2 separate regions of the Danio rerio genome follow, and region 1 is linked to region 2. A link is a contact called in public HiCAR-type data. All regions are on one chromosome and are shown on one strand. Each heading gives the region's core, a stretch centred on a gene start, on an enhancer-like site or on the middle of the called end of the contact. The rest is flanking DNA. Distances are from core to core; before and after follow the strand shown. Region 1 overlaps wasb (WASP actin nucleation promoting factor b). Region 2 has its middle 43 kb from the start of gpr173.

Region 1 (7,092 bases), core at 4,591-7,090, 100 kb before region 2:
TTTTTGTAATTCAGCTAAAAGCTCAAGCAAAGCTTCTGTAGATTTATATGCTCTCAGGTGATATGAATACACAGCTCAGGCTTAACCACACTTGTGCCCTATCCCCTGTCACACACTTGCGTTCTTACCCAAACAAGAATGCAAGCATGCAGCAGGCAATAAGCTAGCAAGACTGTCTGAGGTCTGAAAACACAGCTTAGTGCCCTTAGCACACACCAAATAGCACACTATCAGCAAAACAATCTTGCAAATTTGCAAGGTGACAGTTGAAACTTTTAAATATGTTAGTTTATATATATATATATATATATATATATATATATATATATATATATATATATATATATATATATATATATATATATATATATATATATATATATATATATATATATATATATATATATATATATATATATATATATATATATATATATTAGGGATGTAACGGTATCAGAATTTCACGGTACAGTAATACCTCGGTATGAATGGCACGGTATGGTATTTATTGAGTAATTTACAGGAAAACAAAACTAATGAAAAGACTCAAAAAAAGTGCCAAAAGTACTTATTTACCTTAGCACTGAACATATCAATGACATACAAATTAGCCATCTATCTGTAAGTTTTGAAACAGGAACTTCAAATTTTCAATTGTAATAACAAAAACCTAAAAAACCATGTAGAAAAAATAAAGTTTCAATTTAGTATTGCTGAAAACTCAACGCATTCAACATTTAATCACTCACTCACTTGGATAGAGATGTTTATTTTTTTTTAAGAAAAATTATCATATAAATATAATCTGGCAAAAGCTGCGATCTCTGGGCATTTACAATGTCCCCTGCAACAGAAAAAAACCCTCTCATTTGGGACTGAGGTTTCTGAAACAGAGAGATATGATTTAGCCAAGGTTGACCGCAGTGGGTAACGCTGTGCATTGTCTTTCCACCACTTGAGAGGACAAGCCATGAGTGAGATAGAGGTCTCTGTACGGTACAAGTCAATGTCTGCATCAATCTAACAAGTGTGCTTTGTCCTGCAGTCCCCACAACTGTTTTTAGTCGTATTCCCCGACTTATATTTCACCACAGTCTGGCAGTGCCTGCAAACCGTTTTTTTCTTTGTCACCTTTTCTCCTTTTTCATATCTTTTTAGAAAGAAACCGAAATGCGGTATGACTGTATTTACAATATTGCTACATACCTAATATATATATATATATATATATATATATATATATATATTAGGGGTGTAACGATACACTCAGCTCACGATACAATGTGTATCACGATATAATGTTCACGATTCGATATGTATCACGATATTTGGAATAAATTTTTTTTATTTAATTATTTAATTACCAAGTAAACTATTTTTTATGTATTTCTTTTGTTTCAACTTGTTAAACTGAACCTTCTTTAAGAAAATAAATTAATCAGGACTGTCTCTGGAAAATAAAACAATTTAAAAACGTCTTATAAAATATTATTGAAATTATTCAATTCAATTGAATTTAACAGTAAGAGCTTAAGGCTTTGCTTGGTCACTTGCGTTTTTTGTTTGTGCAATCTACATTTCCAGGTAATCAGGAGTTCTATAAAATAATCCTGAACTGATGTGTATCTGTCTGAGAGGTTTTTATGGATGGCTGTCTTCATGTTGGGCATGATGAGTGACAGGGTGGCCGTCTTTTCATTACACAGGACAGTCGTGGCTCTTTTCAGCAGTTTAGGCAGGTTTACTATTTCTTTGGCGTCGCTGATGTCGGCGCTATTAAGTGTATCATGTTGACGTGCATTTTTGTGTACTTCTGTACTCAACAGAATTCATGCTCGTCGTAATCATAACTCTAAAATGCAATATGATTATTTAAATAATGTGTACGTTTTCGGTTTCATTTCCACTGCTGTTCATACTTCCCTCGCGGCTCCTGAACGATCACTCTGTTCCACAAACTGAATGTTGTTTACTACTTTATTACCTGTTAGTCATACCTGCAGGTTCTGTTCACTGAAGCAGACGCGCGCGCAGAGTCCGCCCTCTGTAGTAACAGCTCACGTCATGTGTGATTTTGCGGCCGCCAATACATCATTATATGAAGACAGAATGATATTTTTGGGTGAATTGTACCTTATAAATACAGTATGTGACTCTTTCAACACCATTAGGAAGTATCCATGTCGCTGTGCAAAGTATGTAAATCACTGTGAAGACTTTAAAACTTAGCCTATGTTTGACCCAGTATGCGTGTCAAAAAGCGGACGAGTCTAAAGCAATGACTGTACAACCGAAATATTGCCTGACGTCTGATTTTGAGAGGATAGGCCATCCTCTATTTCAACTCCACTCATCTTGGTCTGCTAACATTACTGCTGCTGCAATCTGAACTCACGTGCGACAGCAGGTGGAACGTAGCTCATGTGCAAACAGCTCAACTAATAAGAGAAAACGGACGTCATATCGTAATCAAATCGTCATAACGCCATGATGCATATTGTGACATTTTTGCATCGCAATAAATCGTACAACGATAAATCGTTACACCCCAATATATATATATATATATATATATATATATATTGAGGTAAAACTGATGCGTGTGTGCATTTTAAAAACATATGCAACTGTTTTTTAAATCACTTAATTCGAAATAGCACTATTCAATTTTCAATGGAAGTATTTAACATAAACATAAACTTCAAAGATTAAAGTTACTTGTACAAAATGTGTGTAAAAAAGGGGCAATTGTAAAAATGTGAATTCTATGTTGAAACTAAAAACTAAAAACATGGCAAAAAAAAAACACTGTGGGTTTTCAGGAAGGTGTTGCTTGAGCTTGTATTTCTGATCTTGTGCATTTGCATGAAATAATTTACCATAAATTATTGAAATAATAGACAATTTATAGTGTTAAAAGTATAAATACTTTTAAAAAAACAATACAAAACAATTACAATTTTAACACTACCATGTTCTGTTAAAGGGTCCAGATTTGCTGTCTATTTAAAAAGCAACTCAGTCTTGGGCTTGGGTTAGATTTATGTATTTATGACCAGGGATGGGCAGTTTTTATGATACAAGTATTTCAAATACGTATTTTAAATACAAAATAAGTATTTGTATTTGATAGGGTTAATGTAGATGGCTTCATATTTTGTTTCAAAATATTTTAGTGTCTTGTATTTGTGTATTTTTAAAATCCTGTAAAATACTTTGTAAGACGTCTACATGGTGACCTCATAGAGACCATTTTAATGTGGTAATGCCGTTGAACATTTCCTGTTTATTGTCAAACTATTTCATAACTGTAAAAAGGGGAATCCAACCATAACTTTACGTTAAAACAGCACCATAACATTATGTATCAATATTTAAAACGTTTTGAATGCCAGAAAGCTATAGAAATTAACTTGAAATTATAATTAAATGTATAACAGGAAATATATTAGGACTATTGTTATTGTGTACATCTCTCAAAATGATCTATAGATGCTTTGGACATAATTAACTCTTCCATTTAAAGAATACCTGAAAAAATACAAAATATTTGGAGAAAGAGTATACTGTGCAAATAATATGGACTGCTAATGCCAAACGTTTGTCTTTAAAACAATCAACATAAAAGTAAGTTCCACAGTGGCGCTTACCAACAATACTTCATTAACTGTTTTGAATAGCAGTAAGGTTGAACATCAGTTATAATTGCACATAGTAAATGAAGAGGAAATAGTTATGCCTAAAGATGTCAAAGTGACACAACATATAAAACATGTTTAATAATCTCCTAAAACCTGACAGGAGCAGGATATAGTATATGAAGAGTTTATCAACAAAATAGAAAAATACTCTCTTCAAGAGTATTGAAGAGTCAGTTTAATAGTATAGGGACTGATATCATGCTCCTTTTAAAAAATGTTGTGGTATTTTTAAAACACAAAAATACTGTATTTTACATGTTGCTGTGTTTTGTAGTTTTTTTTTGATACACTTAAACAAAGTATTTTTGTATTTGATTTTAAAATACATTTCAATGTATCTTTGCCCAACCCCATTTATGACTGTAGCATTTAGTCTGTTCTTGACAGATTTTCCCACCACCACTGCAAAAATTAAGCAGCCCCCTTTTAACTTAAATGGGTTTTCCATTGCTGTTTCACTTTCCCTTAAAAATACAGAACCAATGTCTCTGCAATTGTGCTAAATTCACAAATCTTTAACAAAATTGATTTAGTTCATGACATGAATAAACTTTGAAGAGAGTGAATTCCAAGGTCTGTTGAAATTCTTGATTCTTATTGGCTGGAAGGTGTGCAATAAAATCATCCAATGCACAGGTTGTTCCAGTCAGTTCTGATCCCAATTTGAAGTAAACACTTTCCTCAATACTTAATAGTAACCATAGCAGCTCGGTCAGTTGACGAAGATATGCCAGTGTCATTTACATCATTGTTTCTCAACCACGCTCCTGGAAGACCATTGACACCGCATGTTTTGGATGTGTCCTTTGTCTGTTCCACACATTACAGCTCCTTCAGTTGTTCAGCTAATGAGCTGATGATCTGAATCAGGTTATTGGTTAAAATGTGCAGAGCTGGTGTTCCTCCAGGAACGTGGTTGAGAAACACTAATTTGCATGATCTCTCTCTCTCAGACGCATATTCCCTCTCTGTCTATATGTGATTGCTGATTTAATGTAAGGACTAGGAGATCTAACATGTCATAATTGACCAAAATTTTGTCACACATTATGCAAAACTAGCTTTAATGTGTTTATAACTTAGCAAATTACCATGGAGTTAATAAGATAATCAACAGCTTGCTATGGGTTAATGGATTTTAATATTTTGCTTCTGTATTGTCATTTAAAATCGCATGGTAATCCATTGACTATCCCTTACATATATTACGTTTATGTATTTATTTATCTTTTTATGAAAAAAAATAATTTTTATGTCTATACATATGCAAACAGCCCTACTACTTTCTTTAAATGTTTGTATCTGCTCATAATTCCGATACACTGTAAAAAAAATTCTTGGTTGCCTTAAATTTTTAAGCTGAATTAAATTAACCTTAGGAGTCCATTGAACTTATATTAAGTTAAACTGACCTAAAACAGCTTGCAAAGCTTATAAAATTAAGTTAGAACTTGATCAACTTAGTTTAATAAGCTTCAATGATCTAAAATATATGCTGTCAGGATTTATTGATCATATATATTTTGTTCACAGTGTAGTAATGTTGATCTTTTGCTTTCTTCAGAAGACGAAGAGGATGATGGGGGCGAAGAAGAAGAAGATGATGAATGGGATGACTAATGCTTCTCACTGCTACTGGTTCACACATAGCATCTAAATCAAAACAACGAGATGATAAAGCTGATTCTCCACACAAATTATTTAAACAAAAGGCATGAAATCCTGAGGTTATTCCAGATTAAAGTAGCGCTGAATCTGATCTGCTAGAAATCCAATAAAGCAGCATAAACCAAACTTGACTAGATTTCAAGCCTGTCTGCGGCGTCTCAGTTGTTTCAAAGGCTGGTTTGTCTTCACATCCTGCTTTCACTTCACAGTAGCTCAGCAAAAGTTCAGTTTAAGTACATTTTTTTGAAGACGGAACTTAAGTTAGGCCAAAGCAGGATTGGTGTAAGATTTCATCCAAACTGTAGCATTGCCAAGCCTAACCACAGCTTTATGTTGTATGATTCCTCCTCCGTGCACATACTTTTAACTCAGCAACTGTTTGGTTCCAAAATATCTCTCCCTTAACTACAAACCTATTAATGTTATTCTTGTCAAAGTAAGATAGATCAACTTTTGTGCAGCCATGTGCTGAAAATCGGAGGCTTACATGGGACCTCCCCCTACAGGACTAGCATGAAAATACACAGGATAACAAGGGTTTAAAATAAAAAGTATGTTTATATTAATTTAATTAGATTGATAAGGCCTCCCAGCAAACATTTTTGTGTTTAATAGACGTCTAATAAACATCTAAACATATACAGCTTGGCTTAAACAAGGAAAAACTTGAGCTGTCAGTAAAAATCTAATGGACGTTTAATAGCACAAAAGTCGGCAGATTAGACAGACTATATGTGGTCATTCATTTCAGTATATTTAATAGTCTAGTTTTACGTATATTAGATTTTCATCGAAAGCCCAAATTTATCCTTCTTTTAGCTGAGCCGACTATGTTAAGATGTCTATTAGACATCTTAAAAAAAAAAACACACAAAATGCTTGCTGGGTTCTCAAAGTGGAATTTGAAATGGACGACGTCTCTAAATGGCCTAGTTTTTCACGAAGATTAAGCATGTATTTTCTCATGTTTATCAGTCATAATAGAAAACATGGCGACAGAATCAGAAACCGTTTGTTTCTTTGTTGGACAAAAAATTATTTTGTTGTAATTGTATTAGTGAAAGGACAGTGTTTTTAATAAAAAGGCAATATTCACCAACTGGATGCTACGCCGGGTTGATGTCTGGGTGCTGCAGGTAAGGATGACAACTGAACTGAATATCCCAAATATTTGTATCATTTTCTTCAAAACTGTAGCGACTATAATGGGAGGTAGAGAAAGCGTTTTTATCCGTTTTATAGTGATCGCGCGTTTGTGTCATCAATAATTATGAGTGCGAAATACAAAAACACGACACGGAGAGGTATTTTATTAACAAATAAATTTTTTTTTGCGTTAGAGCTTATAACTTTATAACGCAAAAACAACATTACCCACACATATTAAGACAGCTGTCCTGTATGTTCAATCAGTTGACTGATAAAGTAAATAACTCAATAAAAGTTAAAAATAACCCAACAAGGCGCCAAATATTTTTAACAACCATTGGGTTTAATAAATAGCGTTTTTATGTATTTTTATGAAATTGTTATCTGACGTCACACAAGCAAGAGTGCAGTTTCTAATTCACAAATGAGTTGATTTTTTTACAACAGTTTAAACAAAAATAAATCCGCATATGGACACATATAACGTCACAGTTTTTTGGTCATGTGACTCACTTTCTCAAGCTAACTATGAACTTATTTTTATATAACTGCATTAATATTTCTTTTTACTTTT
Region 2 (6,653 bases), core at 1,412-3,911:
GAGATCGTCTCTCGCTCGGCTAAGATGGAGGCCAGCGCTCTTTCATCCTCTCCTGCAGAAAGACACTCTTTCATTCTCATGTCGTACGACATCAAGGTGAGAGAGATTGCAGATGCCATGCAGGAAATTCTGCTGTGCAAACGGGAAGCTGGAAGGAACAAAGAGTTGTGAAAAAAATAAAAAAATCAAACACATGGGGGATTGGTGTAATGAATTTAGATAGTCTATTTAGATAGCGACGCCTGCGTTTGGGGAGAAAAGCCCAGCTTGAAGTTTCGCAAACCTGAATGGATGACCAGGGCCTTTCCTGATGAGAAATTAATGAGGTCTAGCAGAGCCTATTAAATGTGTCTCTCTGCTAAATATGATTTTCCTCTTTCAAGGTCACACAACTGGTGGCAATTTAGATAAATGTGTACTCATGTAATTAAGGTTGGTATAGTTTGTAGACACTAAGCTCAAAACTGTAAAACGTCACGTGACATCCTTGAGCAAGAAAAAAAAAGAAGAAAATTGTATTAAACACGCAGAAGAAAATGTGCAGACTTCAGCTAATTGAAGACCACAGGGATCTGACGGGTTACAGTAAATTGAATAGAATTTAATGGAGAAACAGGTTCACTTGGTCAATTATTCAGAAAAAGAAATGGTGGTGGGGGATGGTTTTGCATTTTGAGAAGATTAATTTTTTGATGGACTCGTTAGGCATTAAAATTCCTCTGATTAGTTCAATTACAGGGAACATACTGAAGCTTTTTGTTCTTACTTCTTAAGTATGGGGCTTTATGGCTAAAAAAAAAATTTAAAAGCTTTTTGTTATCAAAGTAATAATGGCCTAATGATTAGAGCAAGGGTGCCAAAAATGTCCAGCATAGTTAAATTAAGACCCCAATGGGCCATTTGCATGGAAGTCCTTTTCACCCACTGAAAAACCTCTGGTTAAAGGTTGATGTGACAGTCTTTTATTTCATAAGATTCCTTTAACAGCCTAGATAATGTAATCAGTGATGCCAGATATAGCTGACCTTTTTTCAGTCCAAAAGCTGTCCAAAAAAAAAAAAACACCCAGAATATTAGATTAATATTTTATTTTATTTTAATTTATTTAAATCAGAAATTAGCCAAGTTACTTTAATTGTCAGACTTTTTATCCATACAGCAAACAACATCAACAGTCACAGAACCACAATTATACAGTACAATTACAACATAATTGGATCACATCACAAAACTGCACTAATTGTTCTGTAGATTGCATTCACCTATATATTTTAGATTTATTTGTTTAAAAATGATATTTAAATAGTTTATAAATTCTTTGCATTAAATTTCCTGTGAAATTAAACCATAGTATTGAAGATGTTGGTTTCATTCTGTTAGTTTTAAGAATATCAATTAGCTGTGCACCAATGTGTCTCCAGTAATTCTGGTAAGCCTAAAAATAATTCACTTGGCAACTCTTGAAATGATGATTTGTTTGACACACAATCAAATTCAAAACCGCCCAATCTGGCAACACTGAAGTTGATTTAATCAAAATAGAGTCAGTTAAATAGACCTCAGCATTCGTTTAGTTTAGTTGCAAAGACCAGCAGCTGAGCAATTTAAAAATACTGTGGTAAATAAAAATAATTTAAAGACATGTCGCGGGTAAAGATAATATAATGCAGTGCTTCTTGTCCATATAATGTGATAAACATATTGTGTTTCATCAGTGTAGATAAATGATTTTAAAGTCAGAATGAAACAGCATTTAGATGGTGTCAACGGTACATCCCTTAAAACTATTTCTGAAACGAGAAAAAAAAATGTAGGGTGGTGCTTGATTTCGTCCTTTGGGAACAAATTGGATTGTTGGAAGATGGCAGTTGCTAACAAAACGGAGGAAGCTATGCATTACATGTGTCCAAAAGTGAAGAGAAGTTGTTTCAAAGGGGAAGATTTTGGATTGAAGATCATGAGGGCAAATATATTTTTACAAAATAATGAAATGGACACATATTAATAAAGTGCACATGTTATCGTTTATAACAAGTTCTACTATATCCATATACAAAACAAAAATAAATACAATTTTTTTTTTTAAATTATAAAACCATGTGTATTAAAAAAATAAATAAATCCTTTTTGGAAAGTCCACAAAACCGCAATGATCATATTTGAAGAAGGTGTGGGAGTATTGTTAGCAAAAAGCCATTTTTAGGAAGATAAATAGACAGGCAGGCCAAAAGTAAAGAGTGGCCTTTAGCCTCATAATCCTGCTTACATTGTAAAGAAAGAGTCCTGAACTTACCAGAAAACTACTGCCTGCGGCCTCCTGCTGAGACCAGAGAATACGGATGCTTTACGGTCGGTATGTCCAATGTGGGGCCCACAGCAGTACAAACTCAGAAACACTTGACAGAGCAGAGACACATACAAAGATTATTAACAAATAAATTCAGGATACATGTGTTTTTCCAGACTCTAGTGAATGGGGACGTTTTAGCATCTCTTTTGAATCACAAATCAGTTAATGTGTCTGATAAATCATTTCACTTTCGGGACACTTTCCAATGCCTTTTCTGCCCAGCAAATGAGAATGATGAAGTTTTATAGTGCAGCTGCTTGCATGAGGTTTTACAGGTGCTGAGTGATTTACGTCTTCTCTATGATGTGGTTTAGTTGAAGGGGTGTCATTTACGCTATTCCTTATCTCTGTCCCGGCCTGTCAAACATACCAGCCGTTGGCTCTGTGTCGAGCGTTTGCATGTCTCCAAGACGAGAAGTTGTCAGGTAGCGACGAGACGGAGGTGAAAAAAATCTACAAGGCCAGTTCCCTGGTGAGTCTTTCTTGTCTCTATAATGAAGTGTGAGACATTCACTTTTGTGCTTTATGACTAGATGAAATAGTTTCTCTCATGTTCTGAGGAACAAATTGGATCTGAATCAGAAATTGTGCAGTGCTTTCTGATATTTGCCTTGATGAGTTTAACCACAAACTTTTCATACACATTTTCTGTTATTTTGTGAAGTCTAAAATTCCGAATTTAAAACCAGACAAACATGTGTTTTATGATACCTTTACGAACCCCCCTGATTCTAAACATCTTATTTCTAAATTTGTGTTTATTTGAAAGTTGTGTTACAGTATCCTCTATAAGATGGGACAATTGTTCGACTTCAATATAGTCATGCTTATGATTCAATTCAAGGTCATACATCGCCTATACTACTCTAAATCCAAGCCACATACTGTACAATCTTTCTGTCTCACCAATGTGCGATAGATACAAGACAGCAGAGAACACAGTTGCTCACACCTTTTGGCTCTGTCCCTGACTCAATAGATTTTGGACAAACATATTTGACTGATACTCCAAGGCTTATAGCAGACCTTTTCTACCAGATGCCAACCTTGCCATCTTTGGCTTCTAACAAAATACGTCTTCTCTCCCTCAAAACAAAGCAAGATGCAAGGCATGGTCGTGGCTAAACGACTTTTGCTTAACAAGTGCAAATCATCTTCATCTCCTTCATTCCAGAACTGGATTTCCGACATGATATCTGTTTTTCAGATGAAGAGATTTTTAAGGTCTAGCTCCATACGAAAAATTTTGGCTACTTGAGGTCAATTTCTTGATTAATTTGACAAAGCTATAACTCATGAGATATCCAGTGACCCCTTGGCGGTTTAAGTATATGTATACATCACTCATTTTGATTACATTTTTTGTGACTATTATGCATTTTTTGGGACGATAAACATTTTCAAGGTATACCGCGGTTTGGAAAAGTCAAGGTTTTAAAACCACCAAAATTTTCTAATATACTGTTCCTAAGGTATGTGTAAGATTTTTGTATTACATTTTTTTTCTTCATTTTTTAGAACAACAGTGTCTCCAGCAGAAAAGATATTTAAAGATGCCGATTTAAATTGTAATAAAATCTGTGTTTTTGAAATAAACGAAGACAGCAGAAGTCAATGATTCATTTGGACTATTTATCCTGACATGTTTACTCCTCCAAAATATTTTAAATGTTTCTCAAAATAAAATATATTGTGTTCAAAGGGGAAAACATTTTAGTATTTTACCCAGACATTTAAAAAGAATCAATTTTATAGCAGTGATTACAATACTGTAAAGACATTTTTAACCAAGGTTATCATACCGTGAAGATCTTATACGGGCCCATGCCTAGTCACGATACTGAAATTCGATCCTAATCGGTACTGAAATTTGTAAACATTCAAAAATTTCCATTTGCCGCTAACATTTGAGTGCTGTGAAGCACGTTCTTAAATAGTGCTAATTTGCATTGTGTTTATGTGCTCAACAGAAATGACTGTGAGTGGCAGTGAAGGTCATTGGTTGACCGAACTCACCACTGTTTACTGAGTGTAACCACAGAGACAGGGACACTGGAGCGTTTTAAATCATGCGATTCATCAGCAGATCCCTCATATGTCAGCTTATAGAAAAACAAGTTTCAACAACGCTTCAGTGCTCCTGTATCTGTGGTTACACTCAGTAAACAGAGGTGAGTTCTGATGACCTTCATGGCCAATAACAGTCATTGATAACAATTGAGTTACATTGAGTGCTTACAAATTGAATAATAAAAATGGCTTAGTACTTTTATAATCATGTAATCAACAAAATTATTTATTTTAGGTATTTTATTCTGTCACACTTGGGTTTTATTTTTAAAATAGTATAATCACTTTTGATCAAATGAATCTTACATGAATATAATTATATCTCATATAAATCATGTACATCTTGATACTGTTCATAAGGGGGCAGAGCTCATAAAATGTTTCAAAGTAATGCAATTGTAAAATGGATTTCACTGATGAATTTGGAATTTATAATTTCAATAATATAAGTATTAATATAACAGTAATAGTTTGTTAATAAAAAATCTGATGAAACAACATTGTAATCTCAAATGGGCCCCCAGTGGGCCACTGGCAAGTTACAAAGAGGAACTATTGAAATTCTATAAATTATTAATAGTTTACTGCTATTGGGTCAATAATATGCAATAAGGGTGGGCCATTTATATGGATACACCTTAATAAACTTATTGGGAATTTCAAAAGAAAAACAATGGTGTGCTTGGTTTTAAACATAACTTTATTCTTTCATTAGTTATTTACAAGCCCCCTCACATATGCTAATGTGCCACAAACAGGATGTTAATATCACTAACCATTGCCTTTTTATTAGTGTATATCTATATAAATGGCCCACCTTGTATATAAATCATAAAAAGTAACTGTGTTCAGATTATGATAATTTTAAAATGGAATATAATTACAGGTATTAACATCTGATTACGTAATCCAGATGACAAGTAATCGGTTAACCAGCACAGTTTATTCAAATGCACGTGAATTATTTTAGGTGTCTGCACTCCAATGCAATACTTTGAAACCAAAATTATAGAGCATTCTGCATTCATAACATTTGCATCTGGAAAAAGCTCAGAGATGACACACTTTCGACCAAAGCACACCTATTTTGAGGGTAAAGAATAGAGCTGTGATTACACTCAACTATCTCATCTGGAAAAACACTAAAAGAGGACACTGCCTATTAAAGCTGAATGTTTTCTCTGGCTGTAAAATTTTTCAGAAAGTCCCCGAAAGACATAGCATCCTCTGTTTCCGCTGCATTTCTCTATGGGAGACTCAGGTAATGAAAACACAGCAGTGGTATAACACACTGGATGCAGGGGTTGAGACACCTGTTTGGCACTGGAAGTCAACAGGGGGAGGAAAAGCAAGTAATAAGCACCTGACACAGAGAGAGGCAGCTGTCAGAAACAGTGAGGCTGTCCAGAGGCCGCTGTAATGAGGACTGTTCTGAAGGAAATGCTCCAGGTGTAATTAGGGTCCAGCTTACTCTGTAGCCCGCGGCTGTCAACTGCTTATTTTTCATCATAATACATCTGCAGGACTCAAGGCCATGGAAACAAGTGAAAAAAAATGTGTTTGAAATATGTTGTCAGATCAGTGCTGAACCAATAAAATTATCAGCAGGCATGAGGAGTCCCGTAGAGACAGCTGGAAAACTGTGCAGTAAAATCAGGGGAATATCCTTTTCTTTAGCTTCGGTAAACATCAAAAACAGCATATTTTAAAAACAAACATTGATTTTTTTTTTTATCTGTGCCGTTCCAGATCAGAGAATTTTGAATTTTTGCCTTCATTTTTTTTAAACAGCTATGGGACTAACAAAAAATATATAAATATTATATATATAATTTTGCTTTAGAAACTGCCTTAATCCTTCATGCATGGAATAGATTCAACAAGGTATACTGGAAATACTCCTCAGAGATTTTGGTCCATATTGATATGATAACTGCAGATTTTTCGGCTGCACATCCATGATATGAATCTCTCAATCAACCACATCCCAAATTTGCTCTATTGGATTGAGTTCTGGTGACTGTGGAGGCCATTTGAGTACAGTGAACTCATTGTCATGTTCAAGAAACCAGTCTGAGATGATTCGCGCTTTATGACTTGGTGCATTATCCTGCTGTAAGTAGCCATCAGAAGATGGGTAGACTGTGGTTTAAAGTGATGGACATGGTCATCAATAAAACTCAGGTTGGCTGTGGCTTTGACACGATGCTCAATTGGTACTAATGGGCCCAAA

The links. HiCAR-type assays count read pairs that join an accessible place to other places.
Region 1: a contact with region 2 is called in a HiCAR-type map of caudal fin, with 5 times the contacts expected there. The contact joins two enhancer-like sites. A contact is called at or near these places in 9 of 18 Hi-C or Micro-C datasets (caudal fin, embryo, fibroblasts and 3 more) and 1 of 4 datasets of contacts at active chromatin or transcription factors (caudal fin).

What each region holds. Positions count from the first base shown.
Region 1 is chr8:25,452,904-25,459,995 of GRCz12tu, reverse strand. wasb (WASP actin nucleation promoting factor b) reads left to right here. Exons shown (of 12, transcript NM_199938.1): 12 at 5,266-5,495. The coding sequence ends at 5,321. Among named protein-coding and RNA genes, the nearest start is that of wasb, 17 kb to the left of the region's middle. Within about 2 kb of position 5,840, at least 2 of the 62 cell types and tissues checked have an H3K27ac peak or open chromatin away from gene starts, as enhancers often do. A contact at or near this core is called in caudal fin, where this site is marked.
Region 2 is chr8:25,350,664-25,357,316 of GRCz12tu, reverse strand. No RefSeq gene overlaps it. Among named protein-coding and RNA genes, the nearest start is that of gpr173, 43 kb to the right of the region's middle. Within about 2 kb of position 2,661, at least 2 of the 62 cell types and tissues checked have an H3K27ac peak or open chromatin away from gene starts, as enhancers often do. A contact at or near this core is called in caudal fin, where this site is marked.